Regions from separate parts of the Mus musculus genome. Here region 2 is linked to region 1. The links are chromatin contacts, called in public promoter capture Hi-C maps. All regions are on one chromosome and are shown on one strand. Each heading gives the region's core, a stretch centred on a gene start, on an enhancer-like site or on the middle of the called end of the contact. The rest is flanking DNA. Distances are from core to core; before and after follow the strand shown.

What was found. Promoter capture Hi-C pulls out the DNA fragments that hold promoters and counts their contacts.
Region 2: a promoter capture Hi-C map of liver shows a contact between it and region 1. The contact joins the promoter of Ogfrl1 here to the enhancer-like site in region 1. A contact is called at or near these places in 2 of 39 promoter capture datasets (both in liver), 4 of 484 Hi-C or Micro-C datasets (the N1E-115 cell line, adipose-derived mesenchymal stem cells and liver) and 3 of 9 other capture datasets (adipose tissue, liver and pancreatic islet).

What each region holds. Positions count from the first base shown.
Region 1 is chr1:23,161,755-23,166,690 of GRCm38.p6, forward strand. No RefSeq gene overlaps it. Among named protein-coding and RNA genes, the nearest start is that of Gm30442, 40 kb to the left of the region's middle. Within about 2 kb of position 1,822, at least 9 of the 459 cell types and tissues checked have an H3K27ac peak or open chromatin away from gene starts, as enhancers often do. A contact at or near this core is called in liver, where this site is marked.
Region 2 is chr1:23,380,946-23,385,854 of GRCm38.p6, forward strand. It overlaps Ogfrl1 (opioid growth factor receptor-like 1), which reads right to left and starts at 2,230. Exons shown (of 7, transcript NM_001081079.1): 1 at 1,870-2,230. The coding sequence starts at 2,106.

The DNA.
Region 1 (4,936 bases), core at 572-3,071:
GATTTACATTAGGTCAGTCTATTGTCTGTGAAAACAGAAATGTTAACAGTCTTTGAAGCAATATAACAGAGCCCAGAGTCTACACAGCATAGTGACCATAGTCTCCATAATCTGGTCTAAAATTATTCAACAAGGAGTCTAGAAAGTGTGTATTACTGCTAAGAGAAAAGACAAAGAAATGTCAACTCTGAGATCTCCCGGGCATAGGAATTATCTGGAATAGACTGTAGAGAATGTTTGGTCTTCATAACAATGCAAGTGACAGAGGAAAGAGTCGGTGAACTCAAATACAAATCACAAAAATCAGGAGGAAAAAGAAAAGGAGAAGGAAAGAGGAAAAGAATATATAACAAAGAGAAGGAAGGGAGGAAAGAGATTTTCCTTTGGAAAGGAAGTCTTCAGAGATCTGTAGAATGATGCCAACGTCTGCATGGAAAACCGTAGTCCTGGAAAGGATGTAACAAATGAAGCATAAAACAGAAACTATGTGGAGATATCATCAGAAAGCATAACATTAAGGAAACCTATAAATTTGCACATCCAAGAAACTTAGGGAGGTCCACACATGATCAATCAGAACATAGCACATCACAATCACACAACTGAAAAATAAAACGCATGCACATCATTAATTAAACAGAGGAAAATGTCTTATACGCAGGAAAGTGATTTGCTTTATAACAGAAACCACAAAGGAAAGAAAAAAAGAAAATACTATCCTTAATTTATTTAAAGTGAGTACACTATTAATTTAGAATTCTAGAGTCAGCAAGAATAAGGTAAAACAAAGATGTTCTTTAAAAACAAAAAACAAAAACTCAAAACTCACTGCCTCTGAATATATACAAAAGGAATACTAGCAACAATTCATTAGACTTAAGGGAAATTACAACATGAGAGACATCTTAGACCATTACACAAAGCATAGTACTAAACACAAAATGAAAGAATTCTGTACATGTGTTGTGAATAGTAAGGTTAGAAACTAGAAAGACCAAATTTATCAGTAAAAGAGTACTTTGGCCCAAGCGATAGAAAACTAAAAGAAAAGTCACTGGAATCTGAAAGCTACAAAATATCATGGGGGAACTGATTGGAATTTATGGAATGTTACAGACAGAAATTATTTCCATTTAAGACACAAAATGTTACACACTCCGTTAATCCATTTGTTATGCAAAACAACAAGAAAAAAAACACAGCAAACAGGTCGGGGGAGGGGCAGCGAACAAACACCTAGGAGCACTGCAACTCTTTCAGGAGTGATGAGAACAAACATACAGTGAAACCATTGTGATTGCGATTCACTATGTCTCTATCTTGACTAATTGAGTGATTCACCTAATGAGCATTTTGATGCACATTCAGCATTTAACGAAGAATATTCATGTTATTCATTAGAAGTCTGAAACCTGAAAAAATTAGACCAGGGTTCTCTTGTTTATTTGTTTTAAATTACCTTCTTAAGTTGCTTATATTTCATTGTAATAATGACCACTATAATTTTTACAAAGTCAGCAAATTAATTTGGAAAGTAAATTGATATTGAAGAAATGAGAATAGCATGAGGACCTGTTTTTATAAGGCTAAAAGCTGAATAAAATACACATAAAATCTGGATGCTTCTTATGTCATTATAAAGTCTATCAAAAATTTTCAGTATGTCTTAAGTGTGGAATATCAGAAAAGGGGAAGAACGTTTACAAAAGAGAAAAATCTGCATAAATACAAAACAAAAACTCAGGGGGTGGAGGGTGCATGTACTTTGTCCTCACACATTCCTGAACCCTGCCTTCCTGAATGGCAGCTACCACAATCCATGGAGCAAATCTGTGCAAATATGTACAAAGATTTTCCATTAACCCAGGTTAAGTTTTCCCTTCACTGAAGCCAAGGAGAACCAATGACGGCTTCCAAAGGAAGGGAAATGACCTTGCAAAATAGATTATTTCAGCATACAAAACACTACATTAAATACGTGTCCAATCCATAGTTTTATTAAACTAACCAACAAACGAACCAAGAAAGGGTTGCTTTCCAGTATTGCTCAAGGTATACGTCATCAATAGATTGACATTGCATCAGCCTGCCTCACCCTTTAAGCCAAATTCAGAGGGATTTGGTTTAAGTTTTCTGAAAAGATAGGCAAGTCACATATTATCATTTTGCAGAAGAGTTTTGTATTTCAGAGTGTATATTGACGCCTGTGCACATACAGAGGAACACACAATTCTCTAGGTTACAAATCTTGTGTGAGATTTTGCCTCTCAGCCCCTCCCAAAACTAAAGCACACTCATTTTTCTATTATCACTATCATCTGCCATCTAAATCCCTATCATGTCTATTTAAAGGCTTAGTGAAGTATTTCTGTGGCAGTTTGCCCAGGGAGTGGCACTATTAGGAGGCATGGCCTTGTGGGGGAAATGTGTCACTGTGGGAGTGGGCAATGAGACCCTCTCTTAGCTGCCTGGGAGACAGACTCTCCTGGCTGAAGTTGGATCAAGGTGTAGAAGTCTCAACACTTCCAGAACCTTGTCTGTCTGCACACTGCCATGCTTCCCACCATGATGATAATGAACTGAACCTCTGAAACTGTAAGCCAGTCCTACTTAAATGTTGTTCTTTGTAACTATTGCCTGGTCATCATTTCTATTCACAGCAATGGAAGCCCTAACAAAGAAAATCCTTATCATCTCTATTTAAAGGTTTACTATTGAAAAAATATGAGAAAAAAATAAGAAATATAAAGTCTGAGGAGGGGCAAATTGGAGGTCAGACTCAGTGGCAAATGCCGAGAATATAAAGCTTAGCATCTAAGACATGCTGAAAATTTTTGATGGGCCTTATTAATATTTACAAATAATGTCATAATTAACATCTAGATTTTAAGTGATTTTTATTCAGTTTTATTTTATTTATTTTATTTTATTATAGAACATGATTTTAATATTTTCAACTGTCAATATTCAACATACAAAATAATTATTTTAAGATATATTTTGCAGTTATGTCTCCCTTTTCATTTCTGATTTTATTAATTTGGATACTGTCTCTGTGCCCTCTGATTAATCTGACTAAGGATTTATCTATCTTGTTGATTCTTTGTATAGTTCTTTTTGTTTCTATTTGGTTGTTTTCAGCCCTGAGTTTGATTATTTCCTGCCATCTACTCTCTTCTTGGTTGTATCTGCTTCTTTTTCTAGAGCTTTCAGGTGTGCAGTCAAGCTGCTAGTGTACGCTCACTTCAGTTTCTTTTGGGAGGCACTCAGAGCTATGAGTTTTCCTCTTACCACTGATTTCATTGTGTCTCATAAGTTTTGATATGATGTGTCTTCATTTTCATTAAATTCTAAAAAGCCTTCAATTTCTTTCTTTATTTCTTTGTTGACCAACTTATCATTGAGTAGAGAATTGTTCAGTTTTCATATGTATGTGTGCTTTCTGTTGTTTTTGTTGGTATTTAAGTCCACCCTTAGTCCGTTGTGATCTGATAGATTACATGGGATTATTTCAATCTTCTTGTATCTGTTGATGCCTCTTTTACGACCAATTATATGGTAAATTTTGGAGAAAGTAGCATGAGGTGCTGAGAAGAACAAATATTCTTTTGATTTAAAATGAAATGTCCTATAAATATCTGTTAGACTCATTTGGTTCATAACTTCTGTTAGTTTCACTTTGTTTCTCTTTAGTTTCTGTTTCCATGATCTGTCCATTGATGAGAGTGGGGTGTTGAAGTTTCCCACTATTATTGTATGGGTGTGATATATGCTTTGAGCTTTAGTTAAGCTTCTTTTATGAATGCAGATGCCCTTGCATTTGGAGCATACATGTTCAGAATTGAGAGTTCATCTTGGCAGATTTTTCCGTTGACCAGTATGAAGTGTCCATCCTTATTTTTGTTTTTTATAACTTTTGGTTGAAAGTTGATTTTATTCAATATTAGAATGGCTATTCCAGCTTGTTTCTTGGAACAGTTTCCTTGGAAAATTGTTTCTAACCTTTTACTCTGAGGTAGTGTCTGTCTTTGTCACTGAGGTGTGTTTCCTGTATGCAGCAAAACGCTGGGTCCTTTTTATGTATCTAGTCTGTTAGTCTATGTCTTTTTTATTGGGGAATTGAGTCCATTGATGTTAAGAGATATTAAGGAGCCAGGTGGTGGTGGTGCACGCCTTTAATCCCAGCACTTGGGAGGCAGAGGCAGGTGGATTTCTGAGTTCCAGGACAGCCTGGTCTACAAAGTGAGTTCCAGGACAGCCAGGGCTACACAGAGAAACCCTGTCTCAAAAAACCAAAAGAGAGAGAGAGAGAGAGAGAGAGAGAGAGAGAGAGAGAGAGAGAGAGAGAGAGAGAGGAGAGAGAGAGAGAGAGAGAGAGAGAGAGAGAGAGAGAGAGAGAGATTAAGGAAAAGTGATTATTATTTCCTGTCATTTTTGTTGTTAGAGGTGGAATTATGTTTGTATGGCTATCTTTGTTTGGTTTTGTTGAAAGATTACTTTCTTGCTATTTTCTAGGGTGTACTTTCCCTCCTTGTGTTGGTATTTTCCACCTACTATCCTTCATAGGACTGGATTTATGGAAAGATATTGTGTAAATTTGGTTTTGTCATGGAATATCTTGTTTTCTCTGTCTATGGTAATTGAGAGTTTGGCTGGGTATATTAGCCTGGGCTGGCATTTATGTTCTCTTAGGGTCTGTATGACTTCTGTCCAGGATCTTCTGGCTTTCATAGTCCCTGGTGAGAAGTCTGGTGTAATTCTGATAGGTCTGCCTTTATATGATACTTGACCTTTTTCCCTTGCTGCTTTTAATATTCTTTCTTTGTTTAGTGCATTTGCTGTTCTGATTATTATGTGATGGGAGGAATTCTTTTCTGGTCCAGTCTATTTGAGGTTCTGTAGGCTTCTTGTATGTTCATGGGCAACTCTTTCTTTA
Region 2 (4,909 bases), core at 980-3,479, 220 kb after region 1:
TTCCCAGCAGCTGGGACCCTGTAAGGCCCTGAAGCAGTGTTAACACTTAGCTGTCAGAATACCACTCTCTCCTGACTTGCTTCCTGTACCATTGCTCCCCTTTTTCTCGTCTTAATCACAACCCGTATAGACAGCCTTATTCTCACCCCTCATGACTCTTTGATGACCTCTTATCTTGCATTGATTTTTTTTTTTTGAGTACAACTTATCCTAAATGCATGCCTATAGCTCCAGCTTAGACAGTATCTATGTATAGATACTAAATGCAAGCCTATAGCTCCAGCCTAGACGGAGCATCTATTTATAGAGACCATTAACTACTCGCCCATCCACTTGGGTGTCTAATAGGACGCAAAACTTAGCATAAGCCTTGACTTAACCTCTGAAACATCTTTCACCCCAGGTTTCCTCACCTCAGTTAGTGGTACCATCTTTTGTCTAACGTTTACAGAGATGGATGAGAGCAAAGACAGTGAGCGGGTGAAACCAGTCTGCAACCTCCTTTAAAGGGGGAACTGACCGGTCCGCATAGTGGGCAAATAGAGTAAGGAGTCAAAACAGCGTCACAACGATTATTTAAGAAGTCTGGTGGAACTTCCAGGAACAAAAATTAACAATTAAAGGATGCTCTATTCTTACTCAGGTTGCAGAGTATTTGTTGAAATGGTATGTTATTTTACAATTGACCTAGTTAATTGTATTAACAAGTTTTGTTTTTGTTTCTTTAATTCCAAACTTCTCAGTGGCTATTTGCTATTTACTTGGAAGACAAATGGGAGGATAAGACGCTGAAATGTGGCATGCGCTATTGTTTTGGGGTTGAGCACATAACACTAAGTGCAAAATACAAACGGGAACAGAAGACAAGGGCGGCCAAGATCTCATTAGCAGGGCCAAGGCCCTCACTTTGGCCACAGACATACTTTTCTCCTCGTATGCTTTGGGCAAGATTTCCTTTAAGGCTCACAGTTCTCCAAAATGGGGAATTAAAACGGACCGCACACCTGGAAATTGCATTCCATTCAATAACACGCTCAATTAACCTGGATGGGAAGGCTCGGACTTCCTGGAAAGGTGATGCTTCCCCTAAAGTCACATTGGATTTTGGGCTCCATTTTCCTTCAAGTTGTAAGAGGGAGGCCTAATACAGAACCACCAACCTTAAACGGTGCAGACTTCTTTAAAAATATACAGTTCCTCCTTTTAAAAGTTTCTGAAGCCACAAGAGGTTAAGGGACGCCATCTATCTCTCTTCTAACCTATCTACCTAATTGTATTGGTCAACTGACTTAAGCTTGGTTGGATCAACAAGTCTTCTGGGTGAACGTAAATGTTAAAGGAATACTCAAGTCGTTGAAAGGTTTCTCTTGGGGAAATGAACGGTGTTATTTTAAGTTTGCTCAGGAACCTTCTGTGATACTTTTAATGCCCGTTGGACCCTCGCTGGGAGGGGGAGGCTGCGGGCCGCTTCACAACTGCAGTTGTCTTGCTCTGAATAATATTTTAAATCTTTTTTTAAAAAATTAAAATTAAAAAAAAATCAATAACAGGCACTGGCCGGGTCCTCCTCACAATCTTCTATTTTTAGTTTAGTTCCTCCCACCCCACCTTCGCATCACCCAGCTGCGCTGCAGAGGCAAAGAGAACACCGAGTGGGGTCGGGGTCTGCCTTGGGGAGACTTCCCTGCGAGGTTCACAGCAAGGCCCCCTGGGCTAGCAGCTAGCCACCTGGGCACCGCAGGCTCCCTTAGGTCGGGTGCCCGGGCCAAGCACGCCGAGCATCCCGCCCTGCATCCCCGGGGGCAGTCCCCTCCCGGGCGCCGGGAGCACGACCTCGCCGGGCCCACCGTGGGTCCCGGGGCCGCGTACCTGCTCCGCGCCCGCCGCCTCGGCGTGGTCCTCGGGCACGGGGCTGGCGCGGGGCCGCCCTCCGGCTCTCTCGGGAGGTTGCTTGGGCTGCTCCGGCTCGTCGTGCTGCTGGCCCTCGCCACCGCCTGCCGGCCCCGGCTGCTCGGGCTCGGGCTCCGAATCGGTCTGCCAGGTGGAGTCGCAGTCCTCCACGGTGGTGGGCTCGCGGAAGCTGACCCCGCCGAGCAGGTTGCCCATTGAAGAGGCGGCGGCGGGCGCGGGCTGCGGTAGCGCGCTAGGGCCCGGGCATGGCCGCGCTCCGCTCGCTCGGGGCGCAGGCGGCTGCTCGCCCGGCCCGCGCCGCACAGCTCAGCGCGGCCGCCGGCGCTCCGGCGCACAGGCGGGGAGGAGCCGGGCCCCCCGGAGCCGCCGCCGCACGCGTCCCAGCCAGCCCATCCCGCCGCCGCCCCGCCCTGCCCCGCCCCGCCCCAGCGAAGCCAACCCACTCCCGAGCGCGCGGCACCAGCTCCACCGGGACGCGCCCCCCTCCACGGTCCCCGGGAGTGGCCAGGGGTCAGCTGCCCCGCCCCCTGTGGACCGGGATCCGCCCCCTTGGGGCTCCTCCCAGCCAAGCGAGAAGCCTGATCCCGCCCAGGTCAGAGAGTGGAAGGAGGTGTCTCCATCAGCAGACCGGTCCTGCCCACACCCCCGCCCCCACTGGCTGCTCCAAGAGGAAGACAAATTAGCCACAGCAGAAGACAAAAGCTAATCTTGACAGTGCACCCTCTAAACAGGAAATCCAAGCTTCGGGAACAGTACTTAAGGCCACCTAGAATCCCTGCGGTCTATAAAATAAAAGTCAGAGCTCTCTGTCCCCTCATCTTAAAAGCAAACTTCTCTCGAAACAAAGGAGCAAGAAGAATTAGGCCAGCACATTTATTTCATCAGTGAGTAGTCCACATTTGTGCTCTGGGCAGAAAAACGTCGGCATTTATACAATGAACAGGCTGGTTCTAAGTGGAGTGCTGAAGACTATGGTTCTAAGGACCAGAGGCAAACCTGCTGTAAGAATACTTCTAGGCAAAATAACAACCAAAGCATCTGAAAATGGCAGAGCGTGAAACCAACTCCAGGAGCTAGTGGCCCGATGCCTGCACCTGAGTCTTGATGGGATTTTTTCTGCCGTGGGACATTGCCTGGGATCATGGGTTAGTTTTATTAGATGCATCAATTGTACTCAGAACTAGTAATTAAATAGATTGCAAATCCAGGTAGATGGGTATTGCTTAAGGAAGATTTGGCTAGAAGATGCCTCTCCACAGATAAATCAGTGGTTGTTTCTTTCCAAACTTCACAGTAGGGTGTGACTCTACTAGCAGTTTCTGGCTTTGGACAGGTCACGTAACTTCTTGAGACCCCGGTAGTCTCCTCATCTTCAAAATGAAGCCAGGTTTTTCTCTCTGGAATGGCATCTAGCTTCACCTTTAATGACCTTATGACTATCAGGGGCCACACAAAAAGAACGTTCTGGTCAGATATTCATTCATAAAAACTGATGATATTAGGATGAAGTCCTTGTCAGATCCAAACAAAATTAGAACTTGACAGTATTATTGGGGGAGGGGTGTTCATACCTGTCTGAGGTAGGGAGTTTCTTGGTTGATAAGATGTTTGTTTTAATAGGCCAGCTTGCTTTGCGCACCTCTCCCACAACAGGGGGTCGGGAAGGGGATAGGATTATCTGTAACATTAAGACTGCAGCAGTCCATACGAATGCTCACGCAGAGAATTTGCCTAGCAATCCTACAAACTATACAAGGGAACCCACCTCAAGACCTTCTTCCCCCCTCCTCCAAAACCCAAAGTCTTGATATTCAAGACGTTTTTGTAAGTTTATCTCTTTTTAAATTTAGAGTCGAATCCTTCCTCAAACCCTGTTGACTATATCTGTGGTTAATTCTTGTTCGTCTCCTCTCTCCCAGGGCTCTGCTCATCCCAAATAAATGTCACTGCAGAGAACCTCTGATCATGGTTTATGTTGACAATGACTTAGTGAGAAAAAAAAAAAAAAAGTATGGGGCAGCTGTAGAACAAATCAATCTGACACTGTTAAAATTCAGGGATTCCATTTGTCTTCCATCAGAACCGGACTAGAATACACTGCAAAGTGAACATTTAGTCCAAGATCGGAGCTGAAAGCCTAGTGGTAATGTGCCCAGGTGCTCTACCTGTTTCCCACCTGTATTGTAGAATAAGTCCATTGCAATGTCTTTGCTGTCCTGTAATTAGGAGTCTATTTTCCCTGCTCCCAGAATGTCGTAGTTGCATGGAGTTCTTTGTCTAGGGTTGAGGCCCCATGAGACTTCCCCCTTTTCGTGTTAGCATGTCTATCGGTGCCATCCCTGTTCAGCTCATGTTCATGAGTCTTCCTGGGTGTAGCTTCCCTGACAGGTCTAGAAGAGGAAATCGCAAAGCAAACTCCTGTTTCTCTGGCTCTTTCAGGGTTTCCCCTACCTCTTCCACTATATGCAACAATAATTTTTTTAAAAACATAGTTTGTGAACTTGATTTTTAAAAATAAATAGAAGGGAGTAGGGTACATGGGAAGGGTTGGAGGGAGGAAAGGGAAGGATAAAAATAATATAATCATATTTTAATTTCAAAATTTAAAAAAAAGAGAGAAAGAGAAAGATAGAGTTTTAACCCTCACTCTTGAATTGGTTATAATCTACCTTAAAAAATAGAACCTGGAATAAGATATATTTTAAGATTTTCAAAGTTAAGCCAAAGGGAACTTTGCATTTTCAGTATATTAGTTTGGGTTATTCCCTCTGATAGCTCTGGGCTGACATGTAAATTCAACTCCTATGATAGTGCCTCGCCGAAAAGGCCACTGGATGTGGACCCTGGCCAGGTCTGCCGACTAACCCCTGCCTCTCAGTATCTCCTATGAAATGTGAATGGCTTCATGTTGACTTCATCCACCAGATAAATCTCATTCAGTAAGATTCATTGATCCTACTTGGAACAAAATAAACACCCAATAGAGCACTGCTCAAAT